Linked DNA regions of Sus scrofa: all the other regions are linked to region 3. A link is a contact called in public HiChIP or PLAC-seq data. All regions are on one chromosome and are shown on one strand. The core of a region is the stretch at or near the end of the contact, and the rest is flanking DNA. Distances in the headings are between cores, read along the strand shown.

Region 1 (3,511 bases), core at 695-3,194, 91 kb after region 3:
AGAGAGGGAAGGAAACTGAGGTGAAGAGATATAACTTCCCAAGGTGGCAGAACTAGGAAGTGATGGATGCTGCATTCCGGCCCTGTTGACACCAGATGGCCAAAGCCAGCACACTAACCACACTCCTATACCATCTCCAGTGTCTGGAGATTCCATTTCTATAGAACACAGTGTTGGTTATGAATACATAACCTGGAGGAGTCCACACTAGTACAACACTAGTCTTTCCTAAAATGGGAACTATGGAGGACTGTTATTTCTGTAACATTTAAGGTTTAAGTAAAAGGAGTCTTCTAGTCCTTCACTCAATTTTCTTTTTCTTTTTTTTTCTTTCTTTTTTTTTTTTTTTGTCTTTTTGCCATTTCTTGGGGCGCTCTCGGGCATATGGAGATTCCCAGGCTAGGGGTCTAATTGGAGCCGTAGCCACCAGCCTACGCCAGAGCCACAGCAACACAGGATCTGAGTCGCGTCTGCAACCTACACCACAGCTCACGGCAACGCCGGATCTTTAACCCACTGAGCAAGGGCAGGGATCAAACCCGCAACCTCATGGTTCCTAGTCGGATTCGTTAACCACTGCGCCACCACAGGAACTCCCCTCAATTTTCTAACTAATTTCTTTGGTGACAATTCAAAATTTAGAGTATTTGGCACCTCTTTATATTTTCACTTCTCTGCATTGTCAATCAGTATTTTATAGTCAGGTATTAATATCTACCTCATGAGCTTTTTAAAAAATACTCCTGTTCATGGTTCAAATACCCCTCAGATGGGCATCATTCTCAGGCGAAACCTTTTATGCCCTCATCCCCAAATGCACCATAGAATTCATCACTCCTTCAATGATGCTACTTTTGTACCTAGTACATGCTTTTATTATTAACTGTATAACACTGAGTTATAGCTGTTTTTCCATTCAGGTATCTTCTCTAGTAGAGTGTCTGTGTTATATACGGCTTTTCCCAGGATCCAGCACAGAATTTGGGTGGTAAAACCAAACATATTTTGCAGTTATGGAAGCTGAAGTATGCTTTGCATAAGCATTTATCATAGTTTTTCCTTTCTGTAAAAGACTTTCTTTTGGCCCTTTAACTCTTAAGTGGTCTAGCTTTGGGTTAAATGATACAAACAATCACGACTTAAGTTGACCTAAAAGTAGAGGAATTCAGTTAAACCATCACAAAACTGGAAAAATTAAATTCTCTCAAAACATGAATCATTTGCAAGGAGTTAAGACTGGAGCTAAATATTAACGGCTGGGAGGGAAAGAGAATCTTCTATTTTCTTCCCCTGAGGTGTTCCATGTCCAGTTGCTCTCAGACTAGCCAGGCCCCCACATCTGGTATGTGTTTCTAAGGGTCCAGTTTTCTACTTAGAAGGAAGAAGAAAAAGCACTTAACCCCTTAATCAGAAGAATAGCTTTAGATAGTTGGAGGCCAGAAATATTTCACTTACTTAACATGACCCCAGTACATTTGCATTTTACCCTGGATTGCTTCTATGGTGTGATTTCGGGAGACAGTAGTGTTTTAGAAGGCACAGCCCTGTAGACCACCTAGCTCACATACCACTAACCCCTCTGTCCTTGCCTGCGGCGGTCTGGGGGCCGGCCTGGGAGCGGAGGCGGTGACACCGGTGTTGACCCCTGTCCCTTCCTCGCCTCCAAGCGGCAGATAAGTAAAAACGAAAACAGAAGCTGCCCCGATTGCCCACTCTGGGGCTGGCGACCTGCTCTGGTCACGTGGACTGTGTGAGAGGATGGAAAGAGCCGCGAGCTCGCGGGCTGGCGACCCTCTTAAGAGTTTGTATTCTCCTTTGACGGATGGTGTTCCCTTTCCCACCGCCGGCAAACTTGGACAGCCCGATTGCCCACTCTGAGGAGGCCGGGCTGCCCCGCCCCACCGAGCTGGAGCTAACAGGAGTCTCTGCCTCCAAGAGGCCCCGCCCTCCGCTTCCACACTAAGGCCACGCCTCCTGGGCCCCAAGTCCCCTAAGGCTCCATGAGGCTTGGCCGGCTTAGAGGATGGGTAGTTCCTCTTCCTCTTCCTCTCCTTTTCATCCTCCTCTTTCTTCTGTTCCTCCTCCTTCTCCGTGTTGCCTTGAGTCATCTGATCTCGAAGTCCTGGCAGATAATGAGCCGAGGCGAAGCTAGGGTGCTTTCTTATTAGAGTCCTGGCCGGGCCTGGGGATCTTGCGGCGACGGCGACGGATGGCCTTGGGTTTCAGTCTCCTTCCAGGCGTATCTCCGCTGTGAGAACCTGTTGGGAGGGTGGATTCTTCCTCCTCGCTTACCAGCCCCAAGCCCCTCAAGTGGAAGTGGTAGTAAGGGGAATAGTTAGATTGTTGAAAGGTGAAGAATGCATTGGAGTTACAAAGTACCTGGCCAAAGAAAAATGAAGGAGCAAGGACATGAAAGCACTAACATTTGGAACAGCAAATTCGTTGTGAGTTTAAAAAAAAAAAAAAAAAAAAAAAAAGGACAAATAGAATCACCATCAAAGTATCACTATTTTCGAACTGCCTTCTAATTAATTAATTACAGTTCACAGGATTCTGTTATTTAAAGGAGACTCTTGACCTAATGATTGCAAACCGAGTGCAGATGGCATTATTTAGAAAATGCAATCAAGAAGCAGGAAAATGGAATGTTGGTGTTTCCAGAGTTCCCATCAGGTACCTGAAAGATAAGGGAGGGAATCTCCAACAAATATGTATATCCCAGACATAATTAAGAATGACTTAAAGTTATTGCCTTTTGGGTTTCTCCGTGTCTGACAGCAGATAGTAGTCAGGGTAAGTTAGCTGGTGTAAACACTTGTTATTCAAATGAAGTCAGATGATTTAGCAGTTTTTTGCCTGTGTTCTCAGACACTGAAAAACACTTCCTTCACACTTGTGGGGAATTTAAAGGGAAAAACCCCCAAACACCTGCTTCAAATGCTTAGCATTGTCCTCGAACAATTGTAGAAGCCATCCTTTAGCTTCTATGAATTTTTGCCTAAGGAAATGTGTAGCTGTGAGACTACATAACCACCTATTCCTAGTGACCTTTGTCCTTTAGAAATTATTCAGCAATGGTTGGTAGCAGAGTGAAAGGTACACACAACCCTATATGCCTATCATTGCTGACAAGGACATACTGAAATTCTAAGAGTTGTTAAGATATAAGTTCATGCTGTTTCTCCAGTTTTCCTTCTACCTCTGACATAAAGAATAAGTGAATATGGTTAATAGTTGGACATGAGGAAGAAATGATGAATTCATAGATTTCTATTTGAAAGACTCCAGGTAGAAATTTGGAATTATGAAGGTTTTTTTTTTTTTTTTTAAATCCTACTTAATGAAAGGTGAGTTGAGAACAGACTATATTCTGGACACTTGCTATTCATTATTTCACAGAACCTTACAACCTTTGAGATCACCACTATCCTCATTTCACAGAGAAGAATTAAGACTTTGAAAAGTTATGATAACTTGTCCAAGGTCACATGGCTAGTAAGTGATCAGAAGT
Region 2 (3,397 bases), core at 701-3,200, 99 kb before region 3:
ATTCTCGGCCCAGCACAGTAGGTTAAGGATCTGGCATTGCCACAGCTATGGGTCAGTAGCTAGGATTTGATCCCTTGGCCTAGGAACTTCCATATGCCGAGGGTGTGGTAAAAAATATACACATGTATCATACAACTCAATGTCAAAAAAACAACCTAATGAAAAAAAAATGAGTAGAAGACCTGAATAGACTCTTCCAAATAAAACGTACAAATGGCCAATAAGCACATGAAAATTGCTCTTTTTTTTTGCTTTTTAGGGCCACACCCTGGCGTGTGGAGGTTCCCCAGGCTAGGGGTCTAATCAGAGCTATAGCTGCCAGCCTATGCCACAGCTCATAGCAATGCAAGATCCTTAACGCACTGAGTAAGGCCAGGGATCAAACCTCCAACTCATAGTTCCTAGTCAAATTGTTTCTGCTGTGCCAGGACAGGAACTCTGAAAATTGCTCAACATTGCTAATCACCAGAGAAATGCAAATCAAAGCCACAAAGAGCTGTTAGAATGGCTAGCATCAAAGGTAACATAAAAAATATCGGCAGAAATGGTGGTGGTGGTGGCATGTAAACTGGTGCAGCCACGGTGGAAAACAGCACTAGAGGGTTCTCAAAAAAGTAAAAATAGAACCAACATATGACACAGCAATTCTACTCCTGGTCGTAAATATGAAGAAAATGAAAACACTAATTCCAAATGATACATGAATCCCAACGTTTGTAGCAGCATTATTTACAATAATCAAGATATGGAAGCAACCTAAATGCCAGTTAACAGACCAATGGATAAAGAAGATCTGGTATGTGTGCACAATGGAATACTATTCAGCCATAAGAAATGAAGTTCTGCTATTTGCAACAATATGGATGGACCTAGAGAATATGATGTTAAACGAAATAAAGAAAGATAAACAGTACACATTACCACTTACATGTCGAATGAAAAAAATAAAACAAGTGAATGAATATAACAAAATAGATTCACAGACACAGAGAAAAAACAGACTAGTGGTTACCTCTCGGGAGCAGCAAAATAACGGTAGGGGATTAAGAGGTACAAGCTGGCATGCGTAAAATTACCCAAAGGATATATTGCATAGCATAGGGATTACGGCCACTATTTTATGATAACTTTATTTATTTATTTTTGCCTTTTTAGGGCAGCACCCCAGGCATATGGAGGTTCCCAGGCTAGGGGTCAAAATACAGCTGTAGGAGCAGGCCTGTGCCACAGCCATAGCAAAACCAGACCCTAGCCACGTCTGCGAACTACACTACAGCTCGCTGCAAAGTCAGATCCTTAACCCGCTGAGCTAGGCCAAAGCCGCAACCTCATGGCTACTAGTTGGTTTCCACTGCAACACAACGGGGAATTCCGTATTCCCCATAATAACTTTTTTTTTTTTTTTTTTTTTTTTTGGTCTTCTCAGGGCCACACACGCGGCATATGGAGGTTCCCGGACTAGGCGTCCAATCCCATACTGGCCTACACCACAACCACAGCGGGATCCGAGCCACGTCTGCGACCTACACCACAGCTCACCGCAACGCCGAATCCTTACACTGAGCGAGGCCAGGGATCAAACCCGCCACCTCATGGTTCCTAGTCGGATTCGTTTCCGCTGCTCCATGACGGTAACTCCCTCATAATAACTTTAAATAAAAATTTTGAATCACTATGTTGTACACCTGAGACTAATACAATATTGCAAATCAACTATACCATAATCTAAAAAAGAAAAGAAAAACTGCCACTTCTGCCAAACCTTTCTTCCGACTCGCTTTCAAAATTAGTAAAAACAATAAAATACAGGTCTATTTCTACAAACACCCGCTCAGCCCCACCCACTCGGGCGTGACCCAGGCTACAACACCGCGCCGTCGTTGGGCCCAGCCTGAACTAACGGAAGGGCCCTCACCGCCGAGGAGGAGGGGGGAGTGGGCAGAAGTGGGTGTCCAAACACCTGCCTTTAAAATCGGAGGTGGTACTCTCTGCCTCCTGGGAGGCCACCCACCGGGCCCCTAGCTCCCGGCCTCCGAGCCAACAGACCCCCCCCCCCCCACTTCCGAGCTCCGCGGCGCGGTCCCCCGCACCCGGCGCACTTCGGGCAGCCTGTTACGTCACGCCGGCGCCGCGCCGCCAGGCAGGCTCCCTCCCCCATCTCCTCCTCTGCCCGGCGCCGCTTTCTGGAAGCTTCTTAAAGGCGGTGGGTGCTTTCCGTTAGTGCGCGGCTGGCCACCTAGAATCTTCATCCATCCGTCCATCTCGATCGTATTCAGACCCAACAGAGATTGCCATGCCTGAGAACGTGGCCCCCCGGAGCGGGCCGCCCGCCGGGGCTGCCAGCGGCCGCGGGAAGAGCGCCTATCAGGACCGTGATAAGCCGGCCCAGATCCGCTTCAGCAACATCTCCGCGGCCAAAGGTACAGCCTCCCGGCCTGAGCCGCGGCCTTCCCACGCGCTCTCACCCGGGTGTTGGGTGGGCATGGGATTTTCTGTTTCTTCAAATGATTCCCTCTGGGCCTCCCGTTGCGTAAGTTCAGTGCAGAGAATCTTCTCTGTTCTCAACCCATAATTCCCGACTCCGAGTATGGAGGCTTTTCCAGTTTGTCCCTGCTGCATCCTAGACGCCCATAGTCGTCCAGGGCTGTGCTTCATCATATTTCACAAAGCGGCCGAGGCCGGCAGGCAGCGGTCCACTGGTAGAATGTTGTTTGCACAGTACTTTTTATGTTTTCTTTTCCCTATTAAAGTACTGTTTAAATGAGCTTCTCCGCCCAGCCATTGACCGAGTTTGGGTAAACTCTCCGTGCCTTAAATTGGGGCGTGGCGGTCCCATTGTACTGGGTTCTGGGGAACCAACTGACCCGTCTTGTCAGAGAATAATTGTGAGGCGGCGTTGTGCTTTGCAAGTGCAACAGGCAGGTGGAGAAGAGCTGGGTCCATAGTGGAATTCGAGAAGCCTTTTTTCCATTCAGTTACGTTATTTCGTGGCTTTGTGACCTTTAATCTCTAAGGTTGCCCTACCTATACAATTAGGGAGGAGAAAGATTTTAAGAGGTGTGAGGATTAAGAGAAGCTGGGTTGAGATAGAAAAGACTGGAAGGAAAAAATGAGAGCAGAGGCTTAGAGTTTTTGACCATTATGTGCATTGTGTACAGTGGGTATTTTATTCGGGTTAGAGAGTAAGATGCCTGAAGAAATGAGAGGTGAAGAGTTACCCTGTGGCTCAGCGGAAACGAATCCGACTAGGAACCATGAGGTTGTGGATTTGATCCCTGGCCTCCTTCAGTGGGTTAAGGACCTTGCCTTGCTGTGAGCTGTATAGGTCGCAGATGCAGCTCGGATCCTACGTTGCTGTGGCATAGGCTAGCATCTGTGGCTGCAATTGGACCCCTAG
Region 3 (3,892 bases), core at 404-2,903:
TTATCCTTAAGAAATCCTTATGTTGGAAGAAAGAGAAATTAAATTCAACTTAGCATAAATAATAAAAGAGATATATTGGCTTATGTAATGAGAAAGTTCAGGTAGTGGGAGCTTTAGAATTTGTTTGATTCGGGAGAGTTTTGATGTTATGATGGACCCAACTTCCTTCAATTTTCTTTCTTTTTTTGTCTTTTTGCTGTTTCTTGGGCCGCTCCTGCGGCATATGGAGGTTCCCAGGCTAGGGGTCGAATTAGAGCTGTAGCCACCAGCCTAAGCCAGAGCCACAGCAACGTGGGATCCGAGCCGCGTCTGCAACCTACACCACAGCTCACTGCAATGCGGGATCAGATCGTTAACCCACTGAGCAAGGGCAGGGACCGAACCCGCAACCTCATGGTTCCCAGTCGGATTTGTTAACCACTGTGCCACAACGGGAACTCCCCTTCAATTTTCTGATTAGCCTCCTTCTCTGTCAACTTCATTGTAAGATTAGCTTATTTATGACAAAAAGTCTTCATAAGTTATAGACTTCAAATTTTACATCACATTGTCCAGAAAAAAAAGCAAGCATTGTCCTTGGGTAACTATAGCGACTAACTGTCATAGTTTGCTTAGCACCATCCAAGTATAGCATTGAAATTATTTAAGTGCAGGGAAACCACTTACTCCCAGGCAAACCAAGATGGTGGTCATCTACCTGGTAACTCTCCCAGAAGGATTCAGGATGCCCCAGCTAACCTCTCATATCTTCTTGGCTCAGATTATCCTTAGTCAGGGGACTATGAGGCACTGATTTGCTTAGGCCTAGCAGTTATTGACAGGAGAGGTAGCCTGACTGGGTAAGCAATTCAGAGCTAATCTCTGGAAATGAGCAGAACTGAGTTTTCCTTATCCCATGATCACATGGCTGCTGCACACTAGGGAGATAACCCTACAATGTCTATGATAAGATGCAACTAACATAAGACAAGAACCTAGCATTTATTAAACTGAACCCTCAAATGACACTGGGTGACTTAGTACCCCAAAGAAAAAAATGGAAGTTCTATAGAGAGGAAATTGCTCTCTTATAGAAAAGTGTATTAATAGATATTTTTAAGATCATATCTCAAGGATAGGCTAGCGCAAAACTACATGCTTGCATTCACGTAAAAATAGCCGTTGTATCACTTTGTATTATTTTCTTTTATTTGGTCAAATGCTGAGGCTGAGAACAGCAAATAATTTGGTCAAAGTATTTATGCTGAGGTAAAGTTAAATGTGATTTAAAATAATCCCATCTAAGACTGCAGTCTTGATGCATAGATTGTGTAACATGGAGTGATATTTGGTCCCCTTTCTGTGGTGCCTCTGTTGCAGGAGCAGGAGGGATTATATATCCCCATCCTGCTGAAAACAGGCAATCATGTGATTTGCTTTGGCCAGTGAAATGTGAATGAACAGGACAAGTTTTAACTTCCAGTAGGAAGTTTAAGAGCCATCAATTCACTATGTTTTCTTTTTCCTTGGCTATGACTGCCAATAGCGGTCCAAACAAATCTGTTATCCTAAGTCTCTGAGATTTCAGAGGCATTTGTTATGTCAGCCTATCCCCGCCCCCTTTTTTTGACCACACCCTCAGCATGAAGAAGTCTCTGAGCCAGAGATCAAACTTGTGACAACACCGAATCCTTAATCACTAGGCCACCAGGGAGTTCCTAATTAGCCTATCCTGACTAATACTTCCTGCATCTGCTTTGCTGCCTCCAAACTTTCCTTTCTAGCCTTTTCTTTTGCTGGCTTCCTTTTTTTGTGTGCTTAATTTATCCCTTTATATTTCATCACGTCCCTGTCCCCGAGAATTTGAATCAATAAACAACAGAGAAATAAACTAGTCTGGAGTTTTGAAGGATTTTCCTCTTGTCCTACAAAGTCCAGATAGCTTCTAAAAGAATCTTGGGCTTATTACATCCTAGACAGAAAACTAGAACACTAAGAATTAAACATTTCATATGTTTAATTCTACATTTAACTAGCATTATAAATGTCTACATTTAACTACCATTATAAATGTTTACATTTAACTAGCTTTTAATTATTGACTATAGTAAATCCTTCATATAAATGTATAAGTTTAAAGCAATTTAAATTATCTATTATAACCCCAACAATTTCATTCTGTTCTCTATAACAATAATACTATATTAAAGTTTGAAATGAAGGCTTCCAAAAATCTTTTTAACATCTAGGTCTCTTGAAGAAAGAGAATATCAACAAATAAAACCTCTTTCAGTTCTCTTCCAAGCTCACAAAGAAAATAATTCTAATGGATCCCATGTCATTTTATGAGTTTATTTAAAGAATTCTGTGTATCTCCTTAGAGATTCTGATTCAGTAGATATTTAGAAGCTACTGTATTAAACAACTATGAATCATTCGTATAAATGGAATAGAGATGTTTCATCCTCAATCATCAAGCTGTATTTGTCTCCTTCAAGTATTAGCTGGAAATTTTGGAAAGCCTGATGCTGAATATTTATGTCCCTCATATTTCATATGTTGAAGCTCTAGTCCCCAATGTGATGTTATTTGGAGGTGGGCCTTTGGGAGGTAATTAGGTTTAGATGACATTATGAGGGTGGAGCCTCCATGGTGGGATTAGTGTTCAGATTGTAGGACTGTGTCCATAACCTGGGATCTAATGCTATCTCTAGGTAGGATCAGAATTGATCTGAATTCTAGGACACCTAGCTAGTATCCAAGAATTTTTGTTGTATGGAAATCTCCCCCACCCCCTACTTTGGAATTGGGAGCCAAACCATTATTGCTTGTCACCTCCTTAAAATTATTGAATCTAGGGGTAAAACAGAGGAGGGTTTTTTTTTTTTTAATTAATACACTTTATTTTTGAGAAGAGTTTTAGAATTATAGAAAAACTGTGCCAATCCTACAGATAGTTCCCATGTCCTACCTTTCCCCCTACAGTTTCCCTTATTATTAACATGTTAGTGTGGAACATTCATTACAATTAATGAGCCAATACTGATACATTAGTATTAACTCAAGTCCATAGTTTATTCAGATTTCCTTAGTTATAACCTAACATCCTTTTTAAAACTTTTTTTATTTTTTAAATTTTAGGGCTGCACCCATGGCATATGGAAGTTCCCAGGCTATAAGTCGAATTGGAGTTGCTGCTGCCAGCCTACACCACAGCCACAGCAACACCAGATCCCAGCCACATCTGCAACCTACACCATATCTCACTGCAACACGGGTTCCTTAACCCATTGAGCAGAGCCAGGGATTGAACCTGCATCCTCATGGATACTAGCTGGGTTCATTATCACTGGGCTACAGTGGAAACTCCCCTAATGTCCTCCCCCCCCTTTTTTTTTTGTCTTTTTATCATTTTTTGAGCCGCTCCAGAGGCATATGGAGGTTCCCAGCCTAGGGGTCTAATCGGAGCTGTAGCTGCCGGTCTACTCCAGAGCCACAGCAACGCTGGGTCGGAGCCGAGTCTGCAACCTACATACACCACAGCTCATGGCAACGCTGGATCCTTAACCCACTGAACAAGGCCAGGGATCAAACCTGCTACCTCATGGTTCCTGGTCGGATTTGTTAACCACTGCGCCACAACGGGAACTCCCCTAATGTCCTTCTTATGTTCAAGGATCCCATTTGGAATGCCTATTGCATTTAGAGTGTATGTCATCTTAGGCTCCTCTTAGCAGTGACATATTCTTAGACTTTCCTTGTTTTTGATGATCTTCACAGTACTGAGGACTACTGGTCAGATATTTTGTATCATTCCCCTCTACTGGAATTTGTCTGACTTTTTCTCATGATTAGACTGGGGTTATATGCTTGGGGGAAGAAGTTCACAGAGGTAAAATGAGAATAAGCATTT

The links. HiChIP or PLAC-seq counts read pairs in DNA pulled down with a chosen protein or histone mark.
Region 1: a contact with region 3 is called in an H3K27ac HiChIP or PLAC-seq map of alveolar macrophages. The contact joins two enhancer-like sites. A contact is called at or near these places in 2 of 5 promoter capture datasets (fetal liver and liver), 2 of 47 Hi-C or Micro-C datasets (embryonic fibroblasts and epiblast stem cells) and 2 of 2 datasets of contacts at active chromatin or transcription factors (alveolar macrophages and skeletal muscle).
Region 2: an H3K27ac HiChIP or PLAC-seq map of alveolar macrophages shows a contact between it and region 3. The contact joins the promoter of CCT4 here to the enhancer-like site in region 3. A contact is called at or near these places in 1 of 5 promoter capture datasets (liver), 13 of 47 Hi-C or Micro-C datasets (alveolar macrophages, brain, fetal heart ventricle and 7 more) and 2 of 2 datasets of contacts at active chromatin or transcription factors (alveolar macrophages and skeletal muscle).

The regions. Positions count from the first base shown.
Region 1 is chr3:80,113,162-80,116,672 of Sscrofa11.1, forward strand. All of the region lies in intron 3 of LOC106509808 (a long non-coding RNA gene), which reads left to right. Among named protein-coding and RNA genes, the nearest start is that of XPO1, 140 kb to the right of the region's middle. Within about 2 kb of position 1,945, at least 45 of the 83 cell types and tissues checked have an H3K27ac peak or open chromatin away from gene starts, as enhancers often do. A contact at or near this core is called in alveolar macrophages, where this site is marked.
Region 2 is chr3:79,922,388-79,925,784 of Sscrofa11.1, forward strand. It overlaps CCT4 (T-complex protein 1 subunit delta), which reads left to right and starts at 1,951. Exons shown (of 14, transcript XM_003125100.4): 1 at 1,951-2,420. The coding sequence starts at 2,294.
Region 3 is chr3:80,022,163-80,026,054 of Sscrofa11.1, forward strand. The region is part of intron 3 of LOC106509807 (a long non-coding RNA gene); the gene reads right to left. Among named protein-coding and RNA genes, the nearest start is that of FAM161A, 71 kb to the left of the region's middle. Within about 2 kb of position 1,654, at least 8 of the 83 cell types and tissues checked have an H3K27ac peak or open chromatin away from gene starts, as enhancers often do. A contact at or near this core is called in alveolar macrophages and subcutaneous adipose tissue, where this site is marked.